6 separate regions of the Mus musculus genome follow, and all the other regions are linked to region 6. A link is a contact called in public HiChIP or PLAC-seq and promoter capture Hi-C data. All regions are on one chromosome and are shown on one strand. Each heading gives the region's core, a stretch centred on a gene start, on an enhancer-like site or on the middle of the called end of the contact. The rest is flanking DNA. Distances are from core to core; before and after follow the strand shown. Region 1 holds the start of 2310011J03Rik (RIKEN cDNA 2310011J03 gene). Region 2 holds the start of Sbno2 (strawberry notch 2). Region 3 overlaps Stk11 (serine/threonine kinase 11). Region 4 holds the start of Mex3d (mex3 RNA binding family member D). Region 5 holds the start of Abca7 (ATP-binding cassette, sub-family A (ABC1), member 7). Region 6 holds the start of Lmnb2 (lamin B2).

Region 1 (4,941 bases), core at 773-3,272, 600 kb before region 6:
GACCGCCAGGAATGTGGAGTGTCAGGAATGATGTAGCCACAAGCTAAGGCCACTTCTGACAAAACAGTTCCAGCCAGCTTGGGACCCAAGGAGGCAGGTGTGGTAGCTAGCGCCTGAGCTGCCAAGGGGTGGCAGGGGGCTTGGGTACCCAGTGATCTAGCCTGGCTTAAGGGAGAACTGTGTTCAGGCATCAAACATCTTTAATCTTCCAGAACTAAAGTCCAGCCACCCCAAGAGTGGTGGGTCTTCTGCAAGAAGGCAAACTAAACCCCAGATCCAGAAGGGGCAACATTCACCACACACAGGGACCTGGCCTTTGAGTTCCTCTTGGACCCCTGGGCTCCCCAGAATGGAAACTCCCTTGATGAGTCTCCCCGGCCCCAGGGAGAACTGAGAAGGCAGTGTAGCCCTAGAGGGCCTGAGCCAGGCTCTATGAAGCGTGCAGCTAGCCCATTCTCTCAACCAAGATGCCAGTGGCTGGCCTGCTGTGGATGCTGGGGATGAAGACCTTCACTGCCCAGGGTGACATGGGACAGAAGAGCACACCGGTCACTATGGGGCAGACTGGCTTTGAGCCCCGACCTGCAATCAAGTCCTTGATGCAATTTAGGCCAGTGTCCCCATAATGAGGAGGTGGCCATGTCCCTAAGTCCCATCATGAATTAGAGGCCATTAAGGATGGAAGAGGGAACAAAGCTGCTAGCTGGCAAGGTGGGCCACTGGGTCTCCCCGGGCCAGGGTTGGGACAGCAAATGTTGACCCAGAGCCTCTGGTTGCTAGGTGCCCAGGCCTGGACCAAGGACATCAGGTGTAACTTCGGCTCTAGGAGGTGGCTGAAGTCACCTGGCTGATATCCTGTTCCAGCCGCTGACCAGCTTGCCGAAGGCCATCGAACTTCTGTCTCAGAGCTTCCCCCGCCTGCCGCAGCCTCTCATTCATAGCCACGTAGGCCCGGCTCTGTTGGTAGATCTGCTCCTGCTGGATCTCAGAGTCCTCAGCCCTTGGGGATGGGTCTGGGGGGTCTGAAGAGAAGAAACAGTGTCACCATCCCCAGGCCTGACATCCACCAACCCAGAGGCAAGAGGATCAGTGGTTCAAGGTCATCCTTGGCTACATGGTGAGTTCGAGGCCAGCCTGGGCTATATAGGCCTATTAGGCACTAGAAAACAAGACTCAGTTTCAGGTTTTGGTGTCATGGAGAGGACAGGACACCTCCAGCCACCCTGGCCTGCCGTTCTACCCAGGACTGCCTGGATTCCTGGATCCTAGGCCAGGAGTCGCAGATATGGCCCCTGCAAGTACTCTGGCCCCCCATTAATTTGTAGGAGCAGCTGGCCACGCCCCTCTGAGACAAGGTCTTGAACTCACAGCAATCCTCTTGCCCTAGACCCGGGTTGGCAGCACTTTCAACTTTTTTTTGTTTTTGTTTTTCGAGACAAGGTTTCTCTGTGTAGCCCTGGCTGTCCTGGAACTCAGTCTGTAGACCAGGCTGGCCTCGAACTCAAAAATCCGCCTGCCTCTGCCTCCCAAGAGTTCGGAGCACTTTCAATTTTATTTCTGATGATCTTTCTTTGCAGGGGAAGAGAAGGGCAGGGACAAAAAAGATTCGTCCCTGCAGTCGGTTTGCTCCCCACTCGGGAGTCTCACGTTCTCCTACCTTCCGGGGCCAGGGCAGTGAAAACAGGATCTTGAGCGGGTGCCCCTCGCACGTCCTCCAGGATCTGCTCCACCGTGGGAGGCGCGGGGCGAGTGGGCAGTACCACGCGTTTCTTCGCCTTGGAGTTCATCTTGTAGGTGGAGCGCGCGCTAACTGGGGGTCCACTTTCGGCTCGGCCCGCCCACCTCGCGAACTCCTACGCACCCCTTACAGACCTGCGCCGAGGTCCCTACCCCGTCTCGCTTTCCCTCCTCCCGGAACCTCGGAGTTTGGCTCGATCTCCGCGCCAGTTTGCTCTTGGAACACCCCGCTGCCTATCTTCGTTCCAAGAACCTAGGCGGCCGCCACCGCTTCCGCTTCCTGCTTGAACGCCACTACGTTCCGGCACTTCCGGTCCACTCCAGCGCCACGCCTCGCGAAACCCCTCCCCCGTCTTAAAGAGCCCTAAGCCTAGATGCTCCTAGTTGCTATCCAGTAAGATCAGAAGGAACTCTGCCCTCCTTCACCGCGTGTGGTGGGAGGAAAGGGGTGAACGTGATTTCGAGAGTAATCAGTGTACAACCATTGCCAGGTACACAGTGGGCGCTCAATAAATGCTGGATGGAACCTAGCCACAGGCTTTGCTTCCTTGTGGTAGACCTTTAACTCAGTACTTTAATCTCAGTACTGTGAGGCAGAGGCAGGCAGACCTCTGTGAGTTCAAGATCATCTTGGTCAATATGGGGAATCCCAGAACAGCCAGGACTACACAGTGAGACCCTGTCTCAAAAGAGCAGTGGGAAAGCCGGGCAGTGGTGGCGCACGCCTTTAATCCCAGCACTCGGGAGGCAGAGGCAGGTAGATTTTTGAGGCCAGCCTGGTCTACAAAGTGAGTTCCAGGACAGCCAGGGCTAAACAGAGAAATCCTGTCTCGAAAAACCAAAAAAAAAAAAAAAAAAAAAAAAAAACCAGTGGGGGATGGGGGAGCGAGCTAGCTTCCTGTTCATGGCTGTATGGTAATTCAGCACTTGGCAGATCTGGGCTCAGAGCAGTCTTCCTCTGTGGGTCCTTATTCCTCCAGGGGCCCACCCTACCCTCAAGGACACCATAAACTCGACATCTTCTGTTTAACTTTTATTTGGCAACTATGAGGTTAGACATGGGGCTATGGATGGCTTGGAGACAGGGAAGGGGCAGATGATTGGTGGCTGTGGTCTGACCTCTTGCCCACTGTACCTGCTCCAAAATGAGTAAGGACACATCTCTTCCACTGGGAGCAGCTGAGGCTGAGCGGTGGGCTGTCACCTGACCCATGCAGCTGCTCTGCCCTGGCCTTCTGGGGCAGGCTTCTCTTCCAGCCTGAGAGCAGGACCTTGGGGTACCGGCCTTCTGTCCTGACAGCCAGGCATCTCTGGCTCTCCAGCCTCCAGGGATCTGTGCATGCATGGTTTTGGGCACTGGGGTATCTAGCCTGGGGCAGGTGGGCCTTCCTCAAGCCGAGGGGCCTCCCAAAGGCCCTGGCCAGCAGAGCCAGCACCATGGCCCAAGACTGGTAGCTGGGGGGCCACCAGAGGTGGCAAGCCTTGGAGGGGCTCTGGAGCTCTCCCAACACAAGGGACAGGGGACAGGCAGTGTAGTCGCTGCTCAGGCTGCTGCAGCAGGTGTAACAGGAGGGTGACAGCTGGCCTGTCCTTCGGTCACTGGCTGCTGTGGGTGGCTGTAGAGCCACCACCACTGCTGGCTGGAGATGAGGCAGAGTCCTGCCAGGATGGAGAGGGGACTGTGACTTTCTGCATAGGGACAACATGGAAACAGAAGGAGTGAGGCTGCAGCTGGTGGGTGCAGCCGGTGCCCACCTGCCCATTCCGGGCCGCTGCGCCTCCTCACCCAACAAGTGACCATGCGCTGCGGCCACTCACCCTGGCACAGCCCCTCTGTGTCCCTCTGCACACATGCGCGCGCGCGGCTGGTCACCTGGGGGGCCTGGGGCCGTGCTGTCATGTCCTCGGCCGTCCCATACAGCAGCAGGGTGTAGTAGTACAGAGTTCCTGGGCGGGGGTCGCAGTGGGCACCAAGGGGGACACCTGTCATTGGCCTGCCGGGCTCTGTAGCCAGCCTCACTGTCTCCCAAGCAGGGCCCCGTAGCAACTGTACCTACTATGTGCTAGTGGCCACACCACCTCACATCTCCCAGGTAGGTGGCACCTGGTTTGCACTGGTCAGACCATCCCCACAGTTGCTACACATCTACTGTGTGCCAGTGGCCAGACCCACTTCTCTTAGGTGACTGCACCTACTGTGTGCCACTGTGCTCAGAGTGCCCCGCTCCTTTAAGTTACCTTAAACCTAATTTACAAACCCTCACTTTCCCCACAGGTCAGATTCTCCTCACTCCCTCACACTCCCCCCATAGCTGTACACCTACTATTGCCCGTCTACTGTGTACTAGAAAGGCATGGTTTCTCCAAGAAAACCCCTAGGATCCTCTATGGCTGAGGGTCAACCAAGGCAGGGTCCCCAGCTCCAAAGCTCGCAGCCCACAGCCACAGCCAATTCTCTCACCTGTGTTAAAATAGTAGCCCTTATTCTCCAGGCCCAGGGTCCACAGGCCCTGCGGGTCCTCATCCCAGTAGTGAGTGGACATGAAGATCCAGTTGTTGTAGCCTTGGCCGCTGATATCCAACGGTCTGTGGCCAGTGGGTGGCACAGGAGAGACAGGGCTCGTGGCGTCTCACACAAGTCTTCTGAGTCCCACCCAGATAGGGTCCCATCTGGGAAGGCTAGGGAGGGCACCGCTGGCTCTCAGGACCCTTTGAGATGTCTCACACCTGATGGCCACGAGCGTGGAGCGCGTGCCCATGGGGCTGGTGAGGAAGATCTCCAGGTCCCCGCGGCGGCTGTAGGAGAGCGAAAGCTGGACCTGCACGTGCTCGAGCGAGCGGATGAGGCGGCGGCGCGAGCCATCTGAGCACGCGGTCACGTTCTTCGGCACCAGCATCCGAGGCAGGATGGGGCTGGTGGGGTGAGGGCGGTCCTGTGGGTCTGCTGCGGGCCAGGTAGAGCCCAGAGGCGGGTTTGGGGGGGGGCGGGCAGTGTCTAAGGGCCTGAGGGCACTCTTTCCTCGGATGGGTAAACTGAGGTTTCGGGGCATTCTGCCTACCTTGGACTAGGATGGGGAGGTAGTGGAGAAGGGGGAGCTACAACAAAGCGCAAGGTGGAGACCTGGACAGAATCGCCCGCGTAGGCGTGGAGTCTGGACCGCGGGGCCTCCCTCCAGTGGAAGGGGCGGGGCCTCCCTCCAGTGG
Region 2 (4,720 bases), core at 1,258-3,757, 820 kb before region 6:
TCACACAATTCACTGGATGGCACATACAGGACTGGGGCCATGTTGACAATGTATGATGTAGACCTTTATCCGCATTCAAACCTCCCCACTCATAATTTTAGATTCTGTCACACACATCCCTAGCAGGGAAGCAGTCCATCTCACCCTGTGGGGGTCGGGAGAGGCAGCAGGGACAGCAGGGACAGTCACCTCTTTATTCCGCTTCTTGGCCAGTGTTTCCCACTGGCCCTGCTCAAGGGGCCCTGGTGTCAGGACTGCACAGGCAGGCATATGAGCTCTCTGGGCCTCAGTTCCCTCTTATGTGCCTGCATCCACTTCCACCCAGGGAAGGAAACTGCCTACAGTCCAGAGCCCAGAGAAGCCACCACTGGTAGGGCCAGGCTGCCCATTCCAGCGTGTGCCCGTTTCTCCTTAAAGGTGGGAGCAGAGCAGAAGTCTGCCAGGATTGACTGATGGCCACAGAGGTGCCTCTCTGTCACTGTCATACCCAGGACTGGGTTGGCAGGTCCCTGCCTTCATCATTCCCAACTTGAAAAGAGCCTCAGCAGCCCACCTGTAGGAGCCAGGTCCTGGGACAATCCAAAGCTGGGCCCAAGGGCTGTAGAGAGGGGCCAAGAGAAGTTGGGGGTTCAGCTAGCCAGGCCTCCCAGATACAGAGTCCAGCCATTGATTGCTATTGGATCAGGTCCCTAGCACGGCTGATTGCAGGGAGGGAGGCACCAGGTTATGCCCCTTGTTCCTTCAAATGTCCCCAGTCCCACACAACAGAGCCAGTCCCAACCAGGCCAGGTTCCAGGCAATGCCTCATCTAACCTGTTCACTGGGGTCCCAGCTCAGCTTAGTACCTCGGGGCCCTTTACCACATTGGAAAACTCACCAGCAGTCGTGCCACCCCCAAGGCCAGGCTCCCCGTCACTCCCCAATCACAGGGTTCAGTGGCCCGCACCAGACAGCCAAGGCAGGAAGGCAGCCGCTCCCGAGCGGGCGGGACTCAGGGACTCACAGGCATTCCGGGAAGCAGAGCCGGGGGATGGCCCAGACACTTGACACACTCATGCCTTTTTTTTTTTTTTTTAACTTTTCAGAGCGTTAATCATGACATCTGAGGAGACACCCTGAGATCCCTCCCTCACCACCAGGCTAGTTCAGCTGTGTCCCTCTAGTGCATCTCTAGTACCTAGGGTGGTGGCACCCACTCTCCCCCACTTAGCTCCCTGGTGATGTGGTTTCAAAGTCACTCTCTACTACACACTCCCCCAACCCAAACCAGAAGAGGAGACTTGAGAGACGTGGCTGGGACCAATGGTGGGGCCAGGTCTGGGCATCCACCCAGGAAACCCAGTAAGGAGACTCCTTGATAGCCAGGGGTCCTGAGAACCCTCAACGCTAAAGACACCAAGTTGGGTAGGAAGGGACAAAAATACCTCACGGAGCACCAGGGTCAAAGACCACAAGAAAAAGAAAGGGGTCAAAAAGGACACTGAACAGGAGTTGATAGAAAACAACAGAAAAGAAAGGTTAGGGGGTCATGACTGAGCCTGGGGTCAAATGATCATGGCACAAGGTGGGGGTTGGGGTTCCCTCCCAGGACCAGGGTCAAGGGCAGGAGTTGCGGGAGAAGGTTCCCGGGGTGCAACCTGAGTCTCAGGAGAGGGAAGGTCCTGGGTCTAGGAGGACGGGGTCCCTGGCATGAGGTTAAGGTTCACTGGGAGAACAGGGGTCCCAAGGTGAGGTTAAGGTTCAACTGTAGATGGGAGGGTGGTGGTCTGTTAGGGTCAAGGTTCAAAGTAGATTGTATGGGAATCAAGGTGCCGAAAAGAATGAGGGGTACCTCCAAAGACCCAATACCAGAGTCAAGGCCAGGAGTGACAGGCTGTGGACAAGATTTTCAGGGAAGGAAGTTCTCACCACCAGAGGCGGGAATCCGGGTCAGCCAAAAGGAAAGGGGGTGGGGGGGTGGGGGTCATAGGAAACTGGGGTCAGTGTCAAAGACGGACAATGGAGGTCGCAATAGGAGTCGGGGTTCCCTGGGAGCTGGGTCAAAGCAGGAGTGAGAGAGAGGTCCCCGGAGATGGGGGAGTTCAGCCAAGAGGCTCACCGGCTGGGGCAGGGGCAGGGGTCGCAGCCGGACGTGGGGTCAGGACTATTGGGGCAAGACCGAGACTGAGGTCCACGCGGAACGTGGGGTCTCGCCTCACAGAGAGAGATGGGGCGCACAGGGGTCGTGACTGGGGGCGGGGTCAGGGGGGTCGCGGGGAGGGTCAGAGGTCGCGCGCGGTGCGGCACCCTCCTCCGCGTCCGCTCCCACCCTGCAGCCAAGGAACGGCCGCGAGAAGCCCGGAACCAGAGCCTGGCCGCACGAGTCGCGTGGGGATCGCGAAAGGGTCACAGTGGCGTCTCGGGCCGGCGCCTCACCTCAGACCTGATCGCTGAGCCCGCGACGCCTCGGTTTCCCGGAGCCTCTCAGCGGCCGCCGCTCACTTCCGGGTTCTGGGCGCCATGTTGCCGGCGGCGCGCACTTCCGCTTCTGCGAAGGGGCGCGGCCTTAGGGGCGGGGCCTCTTGGGGCCGGGCAGTTCTTGCTACTTGAGGGAGCTGGACCCCTTCTCTGTCCCCTGCCTGACCTTGCTGGGCTGTAGATCGTTCCTCAGTTTCCCCTTCAGGGCTTTGCACATGCCCTGGCACACTTGCAACATCAGACCCCACCAACCTCTCACACCCTTGCCATCCTCCGCTCCCTTAGAACTATCTAAAAGCCCTATTTTCTTTTCTTTTTAGACAGTCTCACTATGTGGCCTTGTCTGGCCTAGAACTCACAAAGATCCACCAGAACTCTACAAGTGCTGATCTTAAAAGCATAAACCATCATGCCTGGTCCAATCTCTAAAACCCACTATAGATCTAATTCACGTGTCTCCCTTCTCAGTCCAGACCTAGGGCAATGGCCTCAGTGGGGCTAAAGCCAGTTCAGTCACCATCCCCTTCCCAGCTGGGTATCATGAATTCAGGCCCAGAGGCACCACCATTCAGAAGCCTGTGTCCTGCAACCCTGAGATTAGATTTGCCCATAAGTAAATGAACTGTATGGATGCTGTTTTATCTCCATGTAGCTGGCTGTCCTGGAACTCCCTCTGTATACCAGCGTGGCCTTGGACTCAGAGATCTTCCTTCCTCTGCCTCCCAAGTGTTGAAATTAAAGGCATGTGCCACCATCCCAGATGAGAACCTGGCTCTTTATTGTGCCCCCAAAAAACCCCTGTCTAAGGGGCAGGAAATCAGGACTATCTGTCCTCAGGGAAGGAGACCCAGGCAGGAGTCTCTGCATAAAGTTAAGGATACCACTGGAGATCTTAAGCAGTAAGGCTATAGAAACTTGGATTTTAAGTTTAATCAGGAGTTTTTCACAGAGACCAAAAGGAAAGACAATCTAGATAAAAAGAAAAGCTGTTTAAAAGCCTGGTATAGCCGGGCAGTGGTGGCACACTCCTTTAACTTAATCTCAGCACTGGGCAGGCAGAAACAGGCCATCTCAGTGAATTCAAAGCGAACCAGGGCTACACAGAGAAGCAGTGTCTTGAAAACCAAACAACAATAAAAAAGCCTGGTATAGTGGATTGGGCAGCCAGCTTGGGGTAAAGTGCTAAGGACCTGAGCTCTATCCCCAAGCCCAGGTGTGGTGGCAGGGGTTCAGATGATCATCCCGGTGCTGCAGAAGCAGAGGCAGGAGGGTTCCTAGCCTGGTGGGCACATTCCAGGTCCAGGAGGGACCAAGTCTCAGGGAGCAATACAGGTGGTACCTGAGGAGTAACTTTGAAGGTTAACTTCTGACCTACACACACACACACACACACACACACACACACACACACACACACGTGCATGCGCGCGCACACACACTGTACACAAACACATACACCCCCCACGCGCACACACAGAATAAAGAGTTTGGAAGTGTGAGACCCACTAGGAGGCTTGAGTCCCACACCCAAGAATCCAGTTCCCTCTCACCTTAGTCCTCTGAGATATGTGTCACCTGCATTCCCCAGGGGAAGAAATGGAGGCAGAGGACTATCCTGAAATTAGTCCCAGGTCACCTAAGGAAAGGCATGGAAGTGACCTCTGCCACACGTCCAGCACGGGAAGCCATGAAGTCACAGTGGATAATCTTGCCTCAAATGGGGGCAGTTTGCCCAGCCCAGGGTGTATCTAGCCCTGTCAGCCCGAAGGAATCTGCCAAGCTGGGGATGGCTAGGGAATTAGTCAGATTTGGGGATTTCCAAGGAAACACAGGAGTCAGCCTCAGAAAGCAACAGGGACCTGGCTCTAAGTCCATGGCCCAGGTTTTTGTTTGTTTGTTTGTTTGTTTGTTTTTGAGACAGGGTTTCCTTGTAGCCCTGGCTGTCCTGGAACTCACTCTGTAGACCAGGCTGGCTCGAACTCAGAAGTCTGCCTGCTTCTGCCTCCCAAGTGCTGGGATTAAAGGCGTGTGCCCCATGCCTGGACATGGCCCAGTTTTAAAGATGCAGCAGCATGGGCTTGTTGTGTGACCCCAGGAAAGGCACTTTACTCCTCTGAGCCTTTAAACTAAGGAGCTACATGCTAGGTTGTTCCACTGACCACACTGACAAACTGTGGCTTCGTTTGTTTTGAGAACAGTTTCATGAACTCAGGCCAACCCCAAACTCAAAAATGTAGCCAATAATGACCTTGAACCGGGTCGG
Region 3 (4,725 bases), core at 634-3,133, 790 kb before region 6:
AGTGCCTGGTAAGCTGGCTTGGCGCAGCTCCTACTGGAGCTGGTGACTTTGTGCACTCTGGGGCTGGTCCCCTTCCCAAGTCTCCAGCCAGCTAACATGAGCCACCAGGACTGCCAAAGCCATCCTGGTGGCTGTGGCATTTCACTCTGGGCTAGATGAAGGGCTCCCTGGCTGCATCTAGCAGGAGGAGGGGAACCCTGGAGGGCAGTGGGTAGGGGCCCTGAGACAGCCACCTGAGGGAGGGTCCAGTGGCCCTCGGTCCTGGCCATGCCTGACCTTATATCGCCTTCTTCCCCAGGTGTCGAGGAGGCGGCCGAGGCAGGGCTTAGCGAGGATGCATGCGACACATGCATGTGGAAGAGCCAGGGCGCAGGCCTTCCTGGAGAGGAGCCCGAGGAGGGGTTTGGGGCTTTAGTGTAGCTCCCTGTCTGCTGCCCCACCCATGTCCTCCATAAAGCTTTGTCCACTGTGTCTGCAGGTGGATGCTTGCCGCGACTTCCCTCCTGTCACTACCCTGACAGGCTCCCCACCAGGGTTTCAGAGAACATGCCTGGGTCCAAGGCCTGAGCTAGGTCCTCAGTGCCAGGGTGGCCACCAGCCAGGGGCTCTTGGGGCCTTTGTTCCTGTGGCCTGCATGCCAGTCCCACTTAGCTCCTGGCCTTTCAAATAGCTTTGGTGGGAGGGTAAGGACCTTGGGCTACTGTGTCTCCTGTAGCAATTGAGAGTTCTAATAGCAGTGCCCGCTGGGTGCCAGGTGGAATCCACAAGGACAGGTATACACCTGATGTCCAGTATGGGCCTTGGCCACAGCCCTTTCTAAGGTTTAAAGCATCCCTATGTGGGAATAGTGTCTTCTACTCTGTCACGTGGAGCCCTTGTCTAGACTGTCCCACAGGCTGGGCTCCTGGCTGAGAGCTGGTTTCTCTGCTGGGGAGAAGATGTACTTAGGTGCTGGTTGCATGAGGGACCCTTAAGGCTGCTGTGGTTTGAAGGAAGGCAAGGGTCTGGGGACACTGGTTGGCCATGGAGCCCATTTGTCAAATGGGGTAGTGTTGCACAGAGTGAAGTGACCGTGCTCTGAGGATAGCCTGATCCCTCTGTACTTGGCATGAGGGTCGGACTCTGCAGCAACAGGACAGGGGCTTTCTACTCAGTGCCTTGTGTGGAGGAGGGGACAGATGCTTTCTCAGAGTCCACCTGACCTCAAGCCTCAGTCCCATGCAGAGTGAGCCAGAGTGGGTGCTGCTAGTGTGGCCAAGTCAGAGGGTTTGGGAGAGAAATTCTGGATCCAGGAGCGTGGGCAGTGGGCTGTGTGCTGGGTTCCACAGCCGCATTGCCAAGCACTGGACTGTGGAGTTACATGTAGACACTGACCTCTGGAGCCTGGGAAGCTTCAGGAGAGGCCATCTTTTGTCCCACTGCGAGGGCAGGCCAACAGAGCAAGCTGGTCTGCAGCCCTCAGCTGGATGATCTCCTTCCCGGTGCTCATCGCAGCTAGTAGCTCCCAGGCCGAATGCTTCATCTCCTTGTGCCTGTACTGAGGGTCTAGAGCCTCTCCCTTGGAGAGCTCTGTGAGCTGGTGCTGGGCTGCCCAGGCTAGACAGGCAGGTGAGCGTGGGCATGCTGCAGGAGGGCCAGGGCATAGCACTGTGAAGGCAGTGGGCCTGCTTGCCTTTGGAGCTACTGAGGGGTGGGTGGCACCAGAGGCTAGAGCACCTCCGACCAGCCTCTGTCACAGTTGGGGCTGGCTGGGCCCTGGGGCTTTGAGCTACCTGCCCCTTGGCTCAAGCTATGCTTGCCATCTTCCCGTAGGACAGGTCCTGGAAGAGGAAGTGGGTCAGAATGGACAGAGCCACAGTTTGCCCAAGGCTGTTTGTGTGAATGGCACAGAGCCCCAGCTCAGCAGCAAGGTGAAGCCAGAAGGCCGACCTGGCACCGCCAACCCTGCGCGCAAGGTGTGCTCCAGCAACAAGATCCGCCGGCTCTCGGCCTGCAAGCAGCAGTGACTGAGGCCTACAGGTGGGCATGGGCCTGGGTCCAGCCATCCCTGGTGTTCACAGTGGGTGTCTGCTGGGCTCCTAGCTCCTTCCCGTAGGGCAGTGCTGCAAGGGGGAAGGTCTGGTGGTTGAGGTGGTACTAAGTGACCACCCATTCTACCAACAGTGTGTCATCAGGATCTCTGGGCAGGTGTCCCTGCAAGGCTGGGTTTTCCAGGCCTGCCTGTCCACTCACTTCGGGACGTTGGAGCCGAGGGCGGACCTGCTGCCCCAGAAGCACTTTATGTCGAGACCACTGGCCGGCCTTGCCTGCATGCCGCCCTGCGAGCCTCGCTGTCTTTGGGTTGGTTTCTTTTTTTTTAATAAAACAGGTGGATTTGAGCTATGGCTATGAGGGTGTTTGGAAATATGGAGCAGGCGGGGCACAGGGTGGCCTGCAGAGAAAACCCAGAGCAAACAAATATGCAGAGACATTTATGATTAACCAGACAACACGACCAACCACAGAGGGCGCAGGGCAGGGAGTGGGCAGGCACTCACAGCGAGTCTGCCCTATCTTTTGGCAATAAATAAAGCTTGGGAAACTTGAAGCTGCCACCTGGGCTGTTCTGTCCGTTGTGTCCAAAGCCCAAGGCTCTCGGGGAGGAATGAGACGGGGAGCCTGTGCACATGCAGAGAGCAGGCGCGGTCGGTTATTGCTCAGAGAGGAAAGGTAGAGCGCATACCATGGACAGGGTAAATCAACTCAGAATATGGGGCGGCGAGCTCCTCTCTGATCCTCAGTGCCCCACAGTCACTTCACCTCCAGTAGGTTCGCTCACACAGTGGCAGGCAGTGTTACTGCCTGCCAGTGCTCACGAGTGGAGGGTCAGCTGATCCTGGAGGGAGGCTGCACATGCACCTCAGAACCTGCTCCACCAGCATCTGTGGCCAGAGGCTGGGTGCTGGGGTCAACCATATATGGACCGGAGAGTCCAGTCTCGTCATCCTCCCTGCAGTTGAGCCTGGGTCCTGGAGCCTCTTGCTTCCGGAGGCCACTGCGCTAAGTGCCCAGGGGACACTATATGTGCACACTTGGGATTTGGGGGCCGTGTACCCATGCACGGCCACCTCAGGTTGCTCCCGCTGTTGCCACCATTCCCACAGCAGCCCCATGTGCTGCCGGAGAAGCAGCAGAGAGGCAGGTCCAGTACAGAGCTTAGGCCGGGCTGTGGTCAGGGGATGTAGGGGCAGCAGCAGCGACAATCAGCACCTGGGATGAGGCAACTGGCTCAGCAAGACGGGGAGAGAAGAGTCTCTCGTCGAGGCTGGCTGCTAGCTTGTCTAGCAGGGCCCCGGCGGGCTCAACGCACAACCCAGAGCCTGGGCAACCACCGCCTCCACCGCCAGGCTCCTCCTCGATGACAGGAATGGATGGGTCATCACCCGTGATGGGCAGCGCACGGCCTTCAGGAGGACAATCAACGCTGTCCCCACGGCGTAATGGCGCACGTGTAGGGCGGGCCACTCCAGGGGGCGTGGCTGCACGTGCACCACCGGGGTCGCTGTGCTGCCGTCCTCTCTGTTGCCATTGCTTCCGCGCATGAGTGTGAGGATGTGCACGTGTGCGGTGACGCGGTGCATCGTCAAAATGAGGGTCATGGCGCAGGAACTCATGGAAAAGAGCGTCCGTCTTCTCGTCGATGCTGTAATCGCGGCGCGGCCTGCGTGGCCAGGCTCGCGGGCTGCGGGGAGGACTGCGGGCTGGAGCAGGAAGTTCTGAAACTTCGTCGCCTGCTCCGCGCCCCTCGATGCTCGCATAGCCACTGTCCATCTGTAGCAGGCGGCGGGCTTCGCCGTCCTTAGGCCTCAAAGCAGGTGGAGACTCCGGAGGGGGTGGGAAGGCGGGTGCTGCCCCTCCACCTCCGGAACCCGAGCCCGAGCTATCGCCGCTGCGCACTGAGTCGCGGTCATTGCCGCTGCTGCTGTGGTCCGATGCAGTGGCTGCATGGAGCTCGAGCGAAGCACGAAGGCTCCACAGGTCACGGTAGCTGCACTGTGCATGCTCGGCGTCCTGCTCTTGCTGCGGGTCCTGCTGCTGCGCATGCTCGGGCCCCAAACTGATGCCATGCTCCGGAGGAGTCTCAGGGCTCGCTCCTCCCGCCGCCTCTGCTGCCTCTAGCCTGCAAGGCCAGGCCCATGTGGTCAGAGCCTGCAGGCATTGCCCTGCCCTGCCGGCCACATGTTTGTGCTTTAGGGACTATGGACACGGAGGGTCTCCCATGGGGTCTGGGCCACTCCTAAGTAACTCTTGATTTGCAAGGGTACCAAGAGAATGGACCTGAAACAGACTCCAAATCATCAGCCCCTTGTCCTAGGTTACTGCACCCACTGGTCAAGGGCTGATACAGCCAGGTGTGAATCAATGAAGCTAAGGGTCAGCCCCAAGTTTGCAAGGCCTCAGCCTGCATCCCAGTGGTTTTAGCATTTGGGAGTTTTGTTTTTGACTTGGAGGGAGGGAGGTTATTTCTGATTGCAGCTGTTAGCAAGGCCGCTCCTTGATTGGGGTCAGGCATACATCAGGAGTGCAGGTAGGCAGAAGGGATGCTGGCACCACTGAGGAGCCCTTCAGGCCTCGGAGCCTGCCACATATCGGCAAGGCCACAGGAGGCCCCAGCCCACTGCCCTGCTCTGGAGGGTGTCTCATCTTGGAAACCCTGGGACCATCAACTGCCCACCTACCCTTACC
Region 4 (4,429 bases), core at 926-3,425, 530 kb before region 6:
AGGGACAGCTGGCTCACAGATGACTGTCCCCACCCTCGAGGGCCCCTAGGCCCAGCACCGCCCATTCTCGGTAGGCATGGAACGGATAAATGACAGAAGAGCAGGGGATACTCCTGGAACTCGGGAAGTGGCCACGGGTGGCCTTTGCTTGTTGGAGGATGGCAGTCACCTTTGCAATTCAAACCACTCACATCCTCCTCCATTCCTGAGGGTCCAGGGATGCCTGAGCCCCACCCTAAAGTTCTTAGGCTGATCCCCGATCTTAGCTGGGATATGAGGAGTGGGCTGCTGTGGTGAGGAGGGAAGGGGAAAGTTGGGGGTCATCACTATCCAGGCTTGTGGGTGTGTGAAGGGCCGGGCACTGCCCACCACAGTCCTGCCCGCCCCAGCAGCTCAAGGGCCAATGAGCAACGGCTGGCCTGATGTCACTGTGCGAATCTCAGCCTGGCTTTCGAACAAAGAGAACAATGGGGCGGCCAACAGAGACACTCCCCAGCTCCACAGTGCTGCCGCAGGGACCCCCATGTCTGGGTAGATTAGATCCCTATACCCTGGGACCGCTGGGGGTCAGCCTGTCAAGATGGGCGGGGTGAACCCCATGGAGAGCTTCTACAGCCAGGAGACCCTCCTATAAATGCCAGATTCTCAAGCTCAGGGTTCGCTGGGGGCTATAGTCATTTTCTCAGAGGACAGCACCTAGTCCGGACCTCCAAGCTAGAGAGCTAAGAGAGGCACCTTCTATCTAAACTACTATACTTCAATCCTGCCCTCCGGGCACCCTCCCTGGGCTAGCAAGTCTAAGCTGGCCCCGCCCCATGCCTATCTGTGGGTGGGTGGGGGGCAGCCCTAGCTGCTTCTAAGGGGCCTATGTCCTAAGGTGTCCCCCAGCTATGGCACATGGACTGTGGTTGTCCCTAGGAACCCAGACAAAGGCCGCGGTTGTGGCCACAGCTTGGGCAGTGCCCAACTTCTGCAGCAGCCGGCAGCTTTGAACAAAGGCGCCAAGAAATCCACCGAGGCCTAGATTCCACACGGGGCGTGTCCCTGGGGTCTCCTGGTCACATTCACCCTGGGCTAGAACGGGCCACAGCTTGTCCCTTCCTCCCACCAATACATACGTGCCCCCCTCAATATTTATCCAGGAGAATAAGCGCGCCCCTGCACTCCTCGACGGCAGCCACTCACCCTGACGACCCACGATCTCCGCGACATGCTCCGAGCTGGGCACCGGCACACACTCGGTCATGTTCACGCTTTTCTTGCGACTCCCGATCACGTTCAACTGCTCAGCCAGCAGCGTCGAGGGACCCAGGGCAGCCGGGTGTGGCGCGAAGCTGGCGAACACGTCTGGGGGTGATGGCCGGGGGCTCACGTCGGGGTCCAAAAGAGGCAGCCCGCCGGGGGCCACCGAAGAAGCCACGGCCATCGTGGGTGCCAGGGTCACCGAGGGTGTCAGTGCCATTGAGGGTGCCACCGTCACCGAGGGTGCCACAGCCATGCAGGGTGCACAAGTCACCGAGGGTGCCAGGGCCATCGAGGGTGCACTGGTCACCGAGGGTGCCAGGGCCATCGAGGGTGCACAAGTCACCGAGGGTGCCAGGGCCATCGAGGGTCCCACGCCCATCGAGGGCGCACCAGTCACCGGGGGCGCCACGGCCACCTCGAGCTCGTCGGGGGGCGCGGGCTCATCCTCTCCGCATTCTGTCGCCCCGTCCGCGCTGCGTGTCGCCATCCCTTCATCTCCGGGGCGCGCGCCCCCCAGCCCGAGCGCGGACAGCTGGTCCAGCGCCAGGCGCAGCGCAGCGGCCGCGTCGTCGGGCTCGGGTGGCGGCCGGGGCGCGGCATCCTCGGCTCCCGCGAGTGCAGGGTGCGGATGCCCGGGGTCGCCGGCGGTGGTCCCGGTTCCCGCGCCGCCCGCGTCGGGCTGCCCGGTGGAGCCCGGCATGGCTTTAGCGCTCGGGCCCGCGCCGCCGCCGCCGCCCGCGCCGCCCTCCGCGTCTGCGAGCTCGGCCGCCGGCCGCCGGCATCCAGCGGCGGGGCGGGGACGGCGGCGCGGGGATGCTGCGGGGACGCGGGGCTGCGGGGCGGTGGCGCTGTGGCAGGGCTGGCGGCGGCTCCTGGGCGGCCGAGGCGGCGGCGGCGGCGGCGGCGGCGGCGGCGGTGGCACGGGACGCTCGTGCCCTCCCTCCCTCCGCCCTCCCGCCGCCCCGCCCCGGCCCCGCCCCGCGACGTCACCGCGGCCAACAATGGGCAACGCCGCTGCGCACGCGCGGGCCGGGCCGGCAGTCACGTGTTTGCCCCGCCCCCGCCCAGGGTGCGGACCCTCCCCTTCCTCCTCCCTCTCCCCCTCCCCCTGGCCCGCCCGCACGTGCGGGAGGCGCCACAGGTGGGTCGGCGGAGCCCGCAGTTCTGAGCCACCTTGGTGCGTCCCGGGGATATGGGGAGGGTCGTGTGCTCCAGGAGCCCTCGCCATCACCCCTGGCTTCCCCGGCCTCCTCCCAGTGCCCGCCAGGGGACCTTCGGGACCTCTATCAGGGATCACTTGGCGGCCACACTGTGTTTCCCCTTCCCCGATCCCACAAAATCATCTCTGTGCTCAAAAGTGTGGAGTCCCCCTCCTGTGTCTTTCTTCTCTAGTCAGTCCTCGCTCTTCGAGAGCAGGGAAATCCTCCCCGTGTGCCTGGAGACCTTGGGGACCCTCTGGCAGGGATCACCTCGCAGCCACACGGTGTTTTCTTTCACATCAGCCCCTACACTGTGACTACATCGTAAAGGCAATATTCTCTAGTACCTGGCTTGCCCCAGGCTGTCCTTGCCCTCCAGAAGCCGGGGATTTCTACCTATGTGCACCTGGGGACTCTCTAGTTTAGGGTACCACACTGACTCTGGTCCCCCACCTCACCCTCAGTCATGGAACCCACTCTGAGTAACAGGGTGGCGCCAGCTCCTGTGCTGTGTTCTTCCAGCTGGTTCTGTCCTCCTCCTGACGACGGCGCCTCTATCCCAAGCACATTTAATGACTTGGGGACCCATTCCCCGAGTCACGTCCTTCCTGGCATGGTGTCTGGGCAGCCAGAGGTCCCTTTCCCCAAGTCAAGCCTTTCCCAACAGCTCATCCTTGGGGGTGGAGGGGGTTGTGTACACCCAAACTTAGACATAAGCACTTAGAACTTGTGGGGTGAATCGCTTCCCAGCAGACACTGCCCATAATCATTTGAGACGACCCTCACTGGAGATGCTGGGCTCTGAGGAAGGCAGCCTCTTCCACAGGCTCTGCCTACCTCCAGGGCCATACTGTCCCCAGCTGTTGCATATACCTCAGAGTTCCTGTTGAGATTTCTCATGAACAGGGAACAGGATGGACCTTGTCTGGGTCCTTGCCTACAGCTGACTGCAACCTCAGGTCAGTTGTGTCCCAGGGTCTGGGGCAGAGGCCGCTCCATTCTGCAGCGTTCTTAGCCACAACAGTGCCCCTCCCCCAATCCATGCCTTCCTGTCACTTTTACAACCATCATGAACACAAGTGCAGGTTGGAACACAGAGTGTCCTCACACCCCCAGTGTGTTAGTTCTTCTGCCCAGAAGCCACCTTGACCCTAATAAAAGGTCAAGAGCCAGTAGGGTACCATGGCTCACACCTCTAAGTCCCAAGCCATCCTAGTTTACTCAGGAAGTTCCAGGTCAGCCAGGGCTGTGAATTAAGAGCCAGTTTAATAATAATTACTATTATTATTATACTTAGATTATTGTTAAATCAAAGCTGGATGCTAGTGGCACAGGACTTGGGAGGCAGACAGGCAGTTTCTCTGTGAGTTTGGGGCTAGCCTTGTCTACACAGGGAATTCCAGTACAGACAAGACTATGAAGAGAAACCTTGCTTCAGGAGGGCGGGGAGAAAAGGAAAAAAAAAAAAAAGGAAGTACTGACTCCTCTTCCTAACATCTATGTCTAGCCATTCCCTGGGCCCCAGCTACAGTCCTTGTCCTTGACTTGGCAGAAACTTCAGCAGCCTTGGCAGGTATTCAAAGCCAGAGGCTAACCTGGGCTGCACGCAGTCAAGCGGGTCACTTCTGCCCACCCAGCCAGAGTTTGAACTACTGGCTGTGAGCAGAGATGGAGGGCAGAGACACTCAGATGTGAAGCTGTGGACCAGGAGGGAGGGGAGAGAGGAGGGGGTGTGAAGCTGAGCACCAGAGGCACCTCAAGTAGCCTTCCAAGATTCGGAAAGAGACAGCCTCAAAATGGTGAGGCTCCAAATTTAAATTATAGCCGAGTGTTTGCGATCCCAACACCTGGGAGGTGAAGACAGGAGACCCTGTGCATCGAGGTCAGTGGTCCTAGCCTAATTCCTGAGTTCCAGGTTCAGCAAGAGACTCTGTCTCAAACTAAGTCTGTGGGGGCAGAGAGAGAACTCACTGCTTTTGTAGGGA
Region 5 (4,746 bases), core at 1,271-3,770, 920 kb before region 6:
AGCCATCCTCAACTGCAGAATGAGTTTGAGGCTAGCCTGTGCTACATGAGACTAAGTCTTTTTTTTTTTAAGATTTATTTATTTTTATTTATATACGTACACTGCAGCTGTCTTTAGGCACACCAGAAGAGGGCATCAGATCCCATTACAGATGGTTGTCAGCCACCATGTGGTTGCTGGGAATTGAACTCAGGACCTCTGGAAGAGCAGTCAGTGCTCTTAACCACGGAGCCATCTCTCTAGTCCAAGATCAAGCCTTAAAGAAACAAAAGGGTTTAGTCTAAGCTTTGGAAGCCCTGTAGAGAGTTACAGGGAGTACACTGAGGGGATTAGCTGCTCTTCTTCTGAGCCCCACTTACCTTCTCCCCTGTCTCCAGGTGGGCATGACAGCTCCAGGGACCCGGAGGCACATCTATGACACCAAGCTGGGCACCGACAAGTGCGACAACTCTTCCATGTCCCTGCAGATGGGCTACACGCAGGGCGCCAACCAGAGCGGTCAGGTCTTCGGACTGGGGCGGCAGATCTACGATCCCAAGTATTGCCCACAGGGCTCTGCAGCTGACGGGGCTCCTGCGGGTGACGGCCAAGGCGAGGCCCCAGAGTACCTGGCCTACTGCCAGGAGGAAGCTGGCTACTGAGCACCCAGCATGCCAGCTCCCCCACTGCATCAGCAGCCCTGTGTGGGCTTTGGGGTTTTCATTGTGTTTTGTGTTTGGAAACTGGTCATCTCTTTGTATCTCTCTCTGGCCTGGAACTCACTGCAATCCTCCTGCCTCAGCTTCCTAAGGGCTGGGATGACAGATCTGTGCTATCTATGCTCCTTCCTCACCCACCATGCCTCGCTTCCTTCCCAGGATTGACCCACCAGACAGGGGACATGGGTGTCCTTGGTGGGACAGTGAGGCTGTGCGTTTCCCAGTGGGCTGTGGGAGAGGCTGGCCCCAATGGGCTTCCTGTTTCTTCATCTCTTTCACATCAGTTTGTGGTTTGTGAACCCGGGGAAATTACAGGCAGTTTCAATGAAAGAAAACAAGGGGTTTTGTGGGGGTTTTGCCTCAAAAGTATTGGAGTACACTAGGCTTTAAAATACTGCAGGCATTCTGAGGGACTAAGTTTGCTTTCCCACGACTCTCAGACTTCACCCTCCTGTGCCCCGTGGGGAAACTGAGGCAAGCCAGATGTGACCCCAACGCCTGCAGCCCTCCCTCACTCCTCTGGTGTTTGAAGGCTTCCCTGCCCCTGTGCAGGCCCTGATTAGGTGTGCTAGAGTCTGGGCCTCGGAAGGGGCCACACATGACCCACACGGGCCCCTGCACTGCCAGAAAATGTGAAATTCCCTGTGTGGACCAAAAAAACAAAAAAAAAAACAAAAACAAAACAAAAACAAAAACAATAAAAACCTCTGTTTCTAAGAGTAAAGTACATTCCTGAGTTTGGCCGTGATGGAGGGGGCGCTGTCTAGAAGCAAGGTGCAAGCCCTGCACAAAAGTTAGGGAGAAGGCGAGAAACAGACACAGTTGAATGAATGATGTGAGATAGATCGGGGCTAGGGTGGAGAAAGAGGCTGAGTCTCCCTCACCAGCTTCCTTCGAACTCCTATGCATCTGCAAAACCCCAACTTCTAAGGCCCCCTAACTCACGCTTGCCAGGGTGATCTACACCCATCTCCCTCTATGCTTTGTGAAATAAACCAGTTTTTTTTTTCCAGAGTAGGAGACATCTGAGAATCTTGCCTACAATCCAGGCAACTATTGATTCTAATCTTAGGATATTGGGCTGCCACCTGATTCTGAAATTGTCTAGACCAGAGGATGTTGCTAAAATGAATGTGCAGGTCCTTGAAGCTCTACTTTGGAGATGAGCTCACAGAGGCTGTGGTACAATTCTGGCTGGTGGCAGGAGATGGCACAGGATACAAAGACCTTGTGCAAACCTTCCGACCTAAACTTGGTCTTTGCCTGAGGTCCCACATCATGGTAGGCAAGAATAGACTCCAGGAAATGGTCCTCTGACCTCCACAGATATGCCATGCATGCATGTGTCCTACCCTAATAAGCAAATTAATTAAATTTAAAAACAAAGGTTACTTGTGGTGGCACACGCCTTTAATCCCAGCACTCAGGAGGCAGAGGCAGGCGGATCTCTGTGAGACCAGCCTGGTCTAAGCAGTGATTTCCAGGCCTACCACAGCAGTGTGAGCCACTCTCAAAATTAAAAAGTATTTTTAAAAAGGAGTCCTTGGGGAGAGGAGACAGGAATGTCTTGCTGTGGGGAGCTGCCATTTCAAGATGTGAACTCACAGGTGACCCGTTGTCCCCCTCTTTGTCGTGTCCCAGTGAAGCCAAACTGATGCAGCAGGAATCCTGTTGTCCCTTTAAGAAACCCGGCTCGGAGAGGCGGGCTGTGGTCCCGCCTCCTCCAATGGCAAAGTCGCCTGAGTAGCAGGTGCAATATCCAATAGTAGCGTTAGGGGGCGGGGCTGGGTGCTCCTTAGGGCACCGGGTTGCGAAGGGCGTCGTCCGCAATTGAGCGGGGCTCCACTTAAAGGGGCCGCGCTCCCCCGCCGAGGCCGAGAGGAGCGAAAGTGGATGGAGTTTGGGGGCCTCAGAACGGTGAGAAAATCCCCGAGAGGGTGGAAGGTGGAGCCTGGAGATCTGGGGATGCTGTGGGGTGAGGGTGGGCTGAGCCACGTTCCCTGATAATTTGGGGTTCCAGGTGCCTACTCTCCCTTGCCCTTCCTTATCCTTCCGGGGAGTGTGGGAAAAATGGACCACCGATCCTCACAGCGGTCATCTGGTCACCTCGAGGGACCTCTGCCAACCTACACCTCCAGTGTCCCACTTTCCAAATGAGGCCTGTCACCCCCCACCCCCCAGATCTCAAATTTCACTTTATGAAAGAAAAAAGTCCCCGAGTGGAAGCCGCCAATTTCCATGTAGATGGTTAAACTTTGGCAATTTCCCTCTCTGTCAGCCTCAGTTTCCCTATCGGTATCATGAAGCAGGCCACAGGCATACAGTTCCGGGGGGAAATAAAATAACGAAATCAGGAATGGCGTGCTCAAGGAGCCTGTCCCTGACTCCTCCTAGCCGGCGGTCTTCTGTACCCTCCTTTTGACTCCGGAGGGCGGGCCCTCCTTCTTCTCTGGTTTCCTTGGGAGCGTGACTTTGCCCCTTTTTGAGCCTCAGTTCCCATCTCTTAAAAAATAGAAGGCCAGCTGCAAATGACACAGACTCCGGGTCTCACCGGGGGCCACCTGGGGCGAACGGAACCGAGACCCCGGTCTGGTATGAGGCTGACCGTGGAGCCCCGAGCCCCAAGCCCCAAGCTTTAAACCCAAGCTCCGCCCCCTAAGAATGCAAACAGGGTCTTCCAGACCCCAGCCTTCATCGATAGCCCTTCCAGCCAATCAGCTACGAGGACGGCTGCGCGCCGGGTTCCCATTGGTCACTTCCCTAGTGAATTTCTTTCTATGGTGCCTTGTTTGCCGGGCTCTTTGCGGGAGATTTATTGAGGCTCAGCCCGATGTTCGGAAGGATGAGGATCAGAGACCCGCAGACATTTGTCTGGAGCCACACAGCTCACTCTCAGCCTTTTCTTTGTCCTGTCCTCTCCGCTGTTTCCGGTCCAGAGTCATCATGGCCTTAGGCACACAGCTGATGCTTCTGCTGTGGAAAAATTACACCTATCGACGGAGACAACCGGTAACGCCCGGGGTTTGCAGGTCGGGGGGGGGGCGATGGCAGGTGTCCATCACGGCCCCCCAAAGTCTCCTACCCATTCTCTCCCCAGATCCAACTACTAGTGGAGTTGCTTTGGCCCCTCTTCCTCTTCTTCATCCTAGTGGCTGTCCGTCACTCCCACCCCCCTCTGGAGCATCACGAATGTGAGCCGCTGTGTGTGTGGTGGGACAGTGACAAGCCTCTCCCGCCCTGCTTGGCGCTGGGGTCTGAGCTGGGTGTGGCGGGTGGCCATATCATTTAATGAGCTGATAATAGAAGTGAGGGCGACTATGAGCAGATGTCTCCCCGCTCCAGGCCACTTTCCAAACAAGCCATTACCATCGGCGGGCACGGTGCCCTGGCTGCAGGGCCTTGTCTGCAACGTAAACAACTCCTGCTTCCAGCACCCAACGCCTGGCGAGAAGCCTGGGGTCCTGAGTAACTTTAAGGATTCCTTGTGAGTGAACTTGGCAGGTGGGGGCTGGCTGGTGAATGGGGTCCTGGACTCTTGAGGCCCCGCCTCCCACTCCCTCTCTGCTCCCCAGGATCTCGAGGCTCCTCGCTGATACCCGCACAGTGCTCGGGGGCCACAGCATCCAGGACATGCTGGATGCCCTGGGGAAACTGATCCCCGTGCTCAGGGCAGTTGGAGGTGGAGGTAGAGACCTGGGGCTGTAAATCGGGCAGGGGGTTGGGGAGGAGGCTGAGCTGCAGGCTGAGCTTGGCTGCCTGTTGGCATCCCCTCCCCTCAGCACGACCACAGGAGAGTGACCAGCCGACCAGTCAAGGGTCAGTGACTAAGCTTCTGGAGAAGATCCTGCAAAGGGTGAGGGGGGGCTGGCGCGAGGAACTCCCGTGGCCGCCTGGGATGAGCCCTTGCCCCTTTCAACTCCTCCATTCCTCATTTGTAAAGCGGGGTGATAGGAGCTCGGTGGGGATCAGTGGGGGGAGTGCTCACCTCCATTCTGGCTCTGTGGGAGGATCATGGGTCCAAGGTCATTTATGGCCAGGGGACTACTGA
Region 6 (4,422 bases), core at 1,831-4,330:
TCCCAGTGCTCCGGAGATGCAGATCTCTGAGTACAAAGTCAGTTTACAGAGCAAGTTCCAGAACGGCCAAGCTTAGGCAGTGAAGGGGCTGGAAAACAGAAAGCTGGTGATGTAATAGAACACAGGGCCATGTTTCAGCCCCAGCAAGCAGCAGAACTCGGCAGTTTTGGCCATGTGGCTCTGGCTTTAGAGTCCAAAATAGAAGGGACTACAATTGATGCTGGCTAGCTGGAGCTAAGACATTAGCAGTGATTAAGAAGAGACCAGCATCACTGAGGTGACATCTTGTGGGAAGTGTTATCTGAGAGCACAGAGAAGCTGTGTGCCAGAGATAGCCAAGGTTGTACCGTATGCTGCAGCTGGACTTGGTAATGTGCAAGAGTCACCCAGTGGTACTGATTCTGAAGGCATGAAGGGGTCATGCAGAGCAGCTGAAGCTCAGCACTGTGAGGCCATGAAAGGCCATTGGTGAAGGTTCAGTCTCACCTGCAGTTGATGGCCCAGGACTGACAGGGGGTGGGGTGTGGTGGGGTGGGGATCATGCAAAGGAGCTGAGGCTTGGCACCATGAAGAGAGGCTATGAGAGGCTACTGATGAAGCCTAGTTGCAGTGGAAGAGCCCTGTGTACTGAAGATGCCAGTACCCCTCTGAGTCCCCAGATACCCTATGGATCTTACACAAGAAGCCTCCATACCTTCATGGTCCCTGGGGTTAAATGGTACCAGGCTCCAGCACCCCTCCTCCCAGGCAGCCTGCCAACTCCAAGACAAGGGAATGGCTTCTCAGACCGTCACTCCCACAGCCCTTGAGCACCGGGGGCCCATCCAAAGTTCTATGAGAACGAAGAGCCTACGGTTGTCTGACACCCCCTCCCCAACAAGACCCTTCACCCCCTTTCAAAGGACTTGAGTTGTCTTACCCTACCAAAGACTAGAGACCATCCTCATATTCCCCCAAGAGGGTGGGGTACAAACACCCTCCAGATGCCTTTCACTGCGGGGGGGGGGGGGGGGGGGCAGCCCCAATGGCTCCTCCCCCAGGTACCAGTGTGAAACCACCCTGTCCCACAACAAGCTGTGGCCCACTCTGTGCCGGTCCCTGAGGAGTCACACACTCATTGTTGGACTCTTCCCTTGGAAGCCTTCAGCAGAAGTACCCCAAGATGTCCATGGACCCTACAGTGGGTGGAGACTGCCCAGCTCCTATCCTTGTCCATTGGTGACACCCAAATCATTACCCTCACAATCTCAAACCCTAGAACCTGAGTGTCAGGAGAGCCCCCAAATGGCCTTCTCACCTGGGTCTCCCAGGGCTGTGCCGAATGCGCCCTTACACACTGGGTACCCAAAAGTCCACGAGTCCTCTGAAGGGGATCAACACTGGATCAACACCTCTCCTCAGGGGCCCCAAATCTCCACAGCTCGAATAAGGATGGTCTTGCCTAGAGTGGTGCTCTCCCTCAGGGGTTCCCAGCACCCCTCACTGGGGTCCTCAGGGGTTTGGGTCTGCCAGGCTTGGTATTCCTCCCTCAGAGACCCTCAAAGCTCCCCAGGACAGCCTCCAGACAGCACTTCCTTAGGGTCCCCTAGGGTCTCATGGGCCCCTAACTGGGGAGACTTGCTCAGTCTCAGCACATTACCTCTGGGGTGTCTTAGGAATCAGGCAGGGTCCTTTAAACCTATGACCCTGGGTGGGCAGGGCTTTCCTGCCTATTCATGGAATGTGAAGTGTCCCCCAAGGTCCTTGAGACAGGGTTTCTCTGTGTAGCCCTGGCTGTCCTGGAACTCACTCTGTAGACCATGCTGGCCTCGAACTCAGAAATCCACCTGCCTCTGCCTCCCAAGTGCTGGGATTAAAAGCGTGCGCCACCACTGAGGGAAACACCCAAAGGTGACCTCTGGCTTCCACATGCACAAACACATACACACACACCCATACACACACACACCCATACACACACACACCCATACACACACACCCACACACACACACACACACCCATACACACACACACACACACACACACACACACACACACACACACAAGCCATCCTGATCCCACTCAGCTAAGCTTAGGTCCTTAGGACCCGGCTTTATTGAAGTTTTACCTCAGTCTACACGTCTCCTTTAGGGTCCCCATGTGAGCACAGGTTAGCTTCATCAGCACCTGTCTCAAGAGCGCCCGGGTGGGTGGGGCTTCGGGGGCGGGGACTAACATTGTTTACACCTGTCACTTGTCCCTAAAGTCCCTCCCATGGGAGGGATTTGGACCCATCTGCACTAGTCCCCTTCCCCGTCCAGACTTTAACCTGTGTTAGGGTTTTTGGTAGGCGGGACTTACCTGCCTGCACCAGTTCCTGGTCCCCCCAGTGGGTGGGGCTTAGCGGTTTGCACCTGTAAGAGATGTGTCTCCCCTCCCCTTGGGCGGCGCTCAGCGCTCTGCAATCGTCCCTGGGGTCTATGGTGGGCAGGGCTCAGGCCTATCACCCAACCCTGGGGTGTCCTGGTGAGCAAAACTTAGCTGTCGGCATCTGCCCCTGGGGGTCCCCGGTGGACTGGGCTTCAGCGTTATGCATCTGTACTGAGGTCCCCGGTAGGCAGTATTTAGCCCTTATATTCCAGCCCCAGAGTCCCCAGTGAACAAGACTCAGCTAGCTGTGCACCAGCCCCCGGGTCCCCTGTGGGCTGGGCTTAGCTAGTTCTATGCACCGTCTCCGGGATCCCGGGTGGGCAGGACTCCGCTCATTTCACCTATCACCAGGATCAAGCTCCCCGCGTCCCCGGTGCCGACCCACGTACCTCGCGAGTGGTCACCTCCTCCTTCTCGGAGATCCGGAGCAGCAACCTATCATTCTCCAGCTCCAGCGCGCGGACACGGTCGATGTAGTGTGCCAGGCGGTCGTTGAGCTCACGGAGCTCCTCCTTCTCCTGCAGCCGAGACAGACGCGTGGGCGACAGCGGCGTGGCGGGCCCCGCGTGGGGCGGCAGAGACGCCATGGCGGAGGTGGCGGCGGCGGGAGAATCACCTCGGTTGCCCGAATGCGGCGCGCTCATTCAATCCGCGCCGCGGAAGATGGCGCCGCCGCCCGCAGCGCGCCGGAATTTGTAGTCTCCTTGGCGCGGAGCACGCAGGGAGCCGTAGTCCACAGGGCAGCTTGCGAGGCATGCCAGGAGATGTAGTTTCCAGCTTTCCAGTAAAACCCGGGGTTTGGCAGTTACCCTGATTGCGGGTGGAGGAGGCGTTCTGATTTCTACATGTGTACAGATGCACACATGAAGCCACATAAGCGCACACACAGAAATCAATTAATAAATTAAACAAATGCAGAACAAATCGAACAAAAAGACAGCAAGGGTGGGTGAGATGCCTCAGAGGGTAGAAAGGCACCTGCTGCCAAAACTGATGGTCGAATTTGGATCGCTGAACCCTACATACGAGAAGACAAGCAATGCACACAATTGTCTCCTGGACTCCAATTGGGTTCTTCGAAAAACACAGAAATATGTGAGTTTGTGTTTTTGTTTTAATTAGAGGTGTCACATATGGGGCTGCTTCAGATAGTCTGCAGCAGCTGACTATGATTTGCTTCGTGCTCTAGCAGAGGCACGGTTTTGTCAGTTGCACATAGTTTCTGCGATTGTGACCTTAGGAATTATGGACACTTTTCAGAAGATATACAAATGTTATGGCCCCAAGACGGGCTTTGGTTGGTCTCTGTTGGTAACGGTTTGTTAACTAGTCGTGTGCAAAGAAGAAACAACAACAAGAAGAAATTAGATAGCCTGACAGCAAAATCAAACTTGCTCCAAGGAACTCAATGCCCCCAATCAACAGGAAATAGCCTAACAATAATGTCACCCCCTCTTCTCTCTGTCCTTTCCCCCCTCCTATCTAGTGTTAAGGGTTGAAAGGATGGAAAGAGGGTAGAAAAGGGTGGAAGAAAGAAGAACCCACAAAGTAGCCAAGTTCTGCTAAAGTGTCCACACACAGGAACATAGTAAACAAATGTAATTTTTAAAAGAGCCGCCACAAGGCAAATGTCCACTACTGTCTTCCCAGCACTGGCAGGAGGATGGTGAGTTTGAGGATAACATAGCAGAAACACAGGGCTACCAATGTGAGTCAATGTGTAGAGTGTTTGCCTGACTGAGGTCCTGGCTTCTATCCCAGCACCGTGGATGAGCCCCCTGCTCTCACCTCAGCACCAGGCAGATGGAGGTAAGAGAATCAGGAACTCAAGGGCAACCTCCGTGACACAGAGGGTGTGATGGTTTGTATATGCTCGGCCCAGTGTGTGGCACTATTAGAAGGTGTGGCCCTGCTGGAGCAGGTGTGGCACTGAGGGTGTGGGCTAAGACCCTCACCCTAGCTACCTCGAAGTCAGTCTTCCACTAGCAGCCTTCAGATGAAGATGTAGAACT

Evidence for each region. Promoter capture Hi-C pulls out the DNA fragments that hold promoters and counts their contacts. HiChIP or PLAC-seq counts read pairs in DNA pulled down with a chosen protein or histone mark. Capture Hi-C pulls out chosen DNA fragments and counts their contacts.
Region 1: a promoter capture Hi-C map of liver shows a contact between it and region 6, with 2.4 times the contacts expected there. The contact joins the promoter of 2310011J03Rik here to the promoter of Lmnb2 in region 6. A contact is called at or near these places in 4 of 39 promoter capture datasets (erythroid cells, liver and neural stem cells), 2 of 115 datasets of contacts at active chromatin or transcription factors (bone marrow-derived macrophages and pancreatic cancer cells) and 3 of 9 other capture datasets (adipose tissue, liver and pancreatic islet).
Region 2: a contact with region 6 is called in an HNF4G HiChIP or PLAC-seq map of pancreatic cancer cells. The contact joins the promoter of Sbno2 here to the promoter of Lmnb2 in region 6. A contact is called at or near these places in 2 of 115 datasets of contacts at active chromatin or transcription factors (bone marrow-derived macrophages and pancreatic cancer cells).
Region 3: a contact with region 6 is called in a promoter capture Hi-C map of liver, with 3 times the contacts expected there. The contact joins the enhancer-like site here to the promoter of Lmnb2 in region 6. A contact is called at or near these places in 4 of 39 promoter capture datasets (liver, neutrophils and pre-B cells) and 1 of 115 datasets of contacts at active chromatin or transcription factors (bone marrow-derived macrophages).
Region 4: a promoter capture Hi-C map of neutrophils shows a contact between it and region 6, with 2.7 times the contacts expected there. The contact joins the promoter of Mex3d here to the promoter of Lmnb2 in region 6. A contact is called at or near these places in 8 of 39 promoter capture datasets (cranial neural crest, embryonic stem cells, hematopoietic stem and progenitor cells and 4 more), 3 of 115 datasets of contacts at active chromatin or transcription factors (bone marrow-derived macrophages, embryonic stem cells and pancreatic cancer cells) and 2 of 9 other capture datasets (adipose tissue and liver).
Region 5: a promoter capture Hi-C map of neutrophils shows a contact between it and region 6, with 4 times the contacts expected there. The contact joins the promoter of Abca7 here to the promoter of Lmnb2 in region 6. A contact is called at or near these places in 7 of 39 promoter capture datasets (the SN4741 cell line, cranial neural crest, fetal liver and 3 more), 2 of 115 datasets of contacts at active chromatin or transcription factors (bone marrow-derived macrophages and pancreatic cancer cells) and 2 of 9 other capture datasets (adipose tissue and liver).

What each region holds. Positions count from the first base shown.
Region 1 is chr10:80,318,526-80,323,466 of GRCm38.p6, forward strand. 2310011J03Rik (RIKEN cDNA 2310011J03 gene) reads right to left here and starts at 2,023. Exons shown (of 2, transcript NM_025521.3): 1 at 1,658-2,023; 2 at 1-1,022. The coding sequence starts at 1,787. The coding sequence ends at 823. It overlaps Pcsk4 (proprotein convertase subtilisin/kexin type 4), which reads right to left. Exons shown (of 15, transcript NM_008793.2): 12 at 4,465-4,650; 13 at 4,199-4,323; 14 at 3,556-3,684; 15 at 2,758-3,426. The coding sequence ends at 3,281.
Region 2 is chr10:80,100,195-80,104,914 of GRCm38.p6, forward strand. It overlaps Sbno2 (strawberry notch 2), which reads right to left and starts at 2,508. Exons shown (of 32, transcript NM_183426.2): 1 at 2,416-2,508.
Region 3 is chr10:80,128,093-80,132,817 of GRCm38.p6, forward strand. Stk11 (serine/threonine kinase 11) reads left to right here. Exons shown (of 10, transcript NM_011492.5): 8 at 1-8; 9 at 1,813-2,019; 10 at 2,164-2,587. The coding sequence ends at 2,006. It overlaps Cbarp (calcium channel, voltage-dependent, beta subunit associated regulatory protein), which reads right to left. Exons shown (of 9, transcript NM_001195268.1): 9 at 2,342-4,159. The coding sequence ends at 3,196. Among named protein-coding and RNA genes, the nearest start is that of Cbarp, 6.9 kb to the right of the region's middle. Within about 2 kb of position 1,884, at least 5 of the 459 cell types and tissues checked have an H3K27ac peak or open chromatin away from gene starts, as enhancers often do. A contact at or near this core is called in liver, where this site is marked.
Region 4 is chr10:80,385,476-80,389,904 of GRCm38.p6, forward strand. Mex3d (mex3 RNA binding family member D) reads right to left here and starts at 2,176. Exons shown (of 2, transcript NM_198615.2): 1 at 1,186-2,176. The coding sequence starts at 1,945. Gm30823 (a long non-coding RNA gene) reads left to right here and starts at 2,285. Exons shown (of 3, transcript XR_380610.3): 1 at 2,285-2,422.
Region 5 is chr10:79,993,974-79,998,719 of GRCm38.p6, forward strand. Abca7 (ATP-binding cassette, sub-family A (ABC1), member 7) reads left to right here and starts at 2,521. Exons shown (of 47, transcript NM_001347081.2): 1 at 2,521-2,615; 2 at 3,635-3,707; 3 at 3,796-3,889; 4 at 4,041-4,182; 5 at 4,271-4,383; 6 at 4,478-4,551. The coding sequence starts at 3,642. Cnn2 (calponin 2) reads left to right here. Exons shown (of 7, transcript NM_007725.2): 7 at 378-1,427. The coding sequence ends at 641.
Region 6 is chr10:80,915,165-80,919,586 of GRCm38.p6, forward strand. It overlaps Lmnb2 (lamin B2), which reads right to left and starts at 3,081. Exons shown (of 12, transcript NM_010722.5): 1 at 2,800-3,081. The coding sequence starts at 3,054.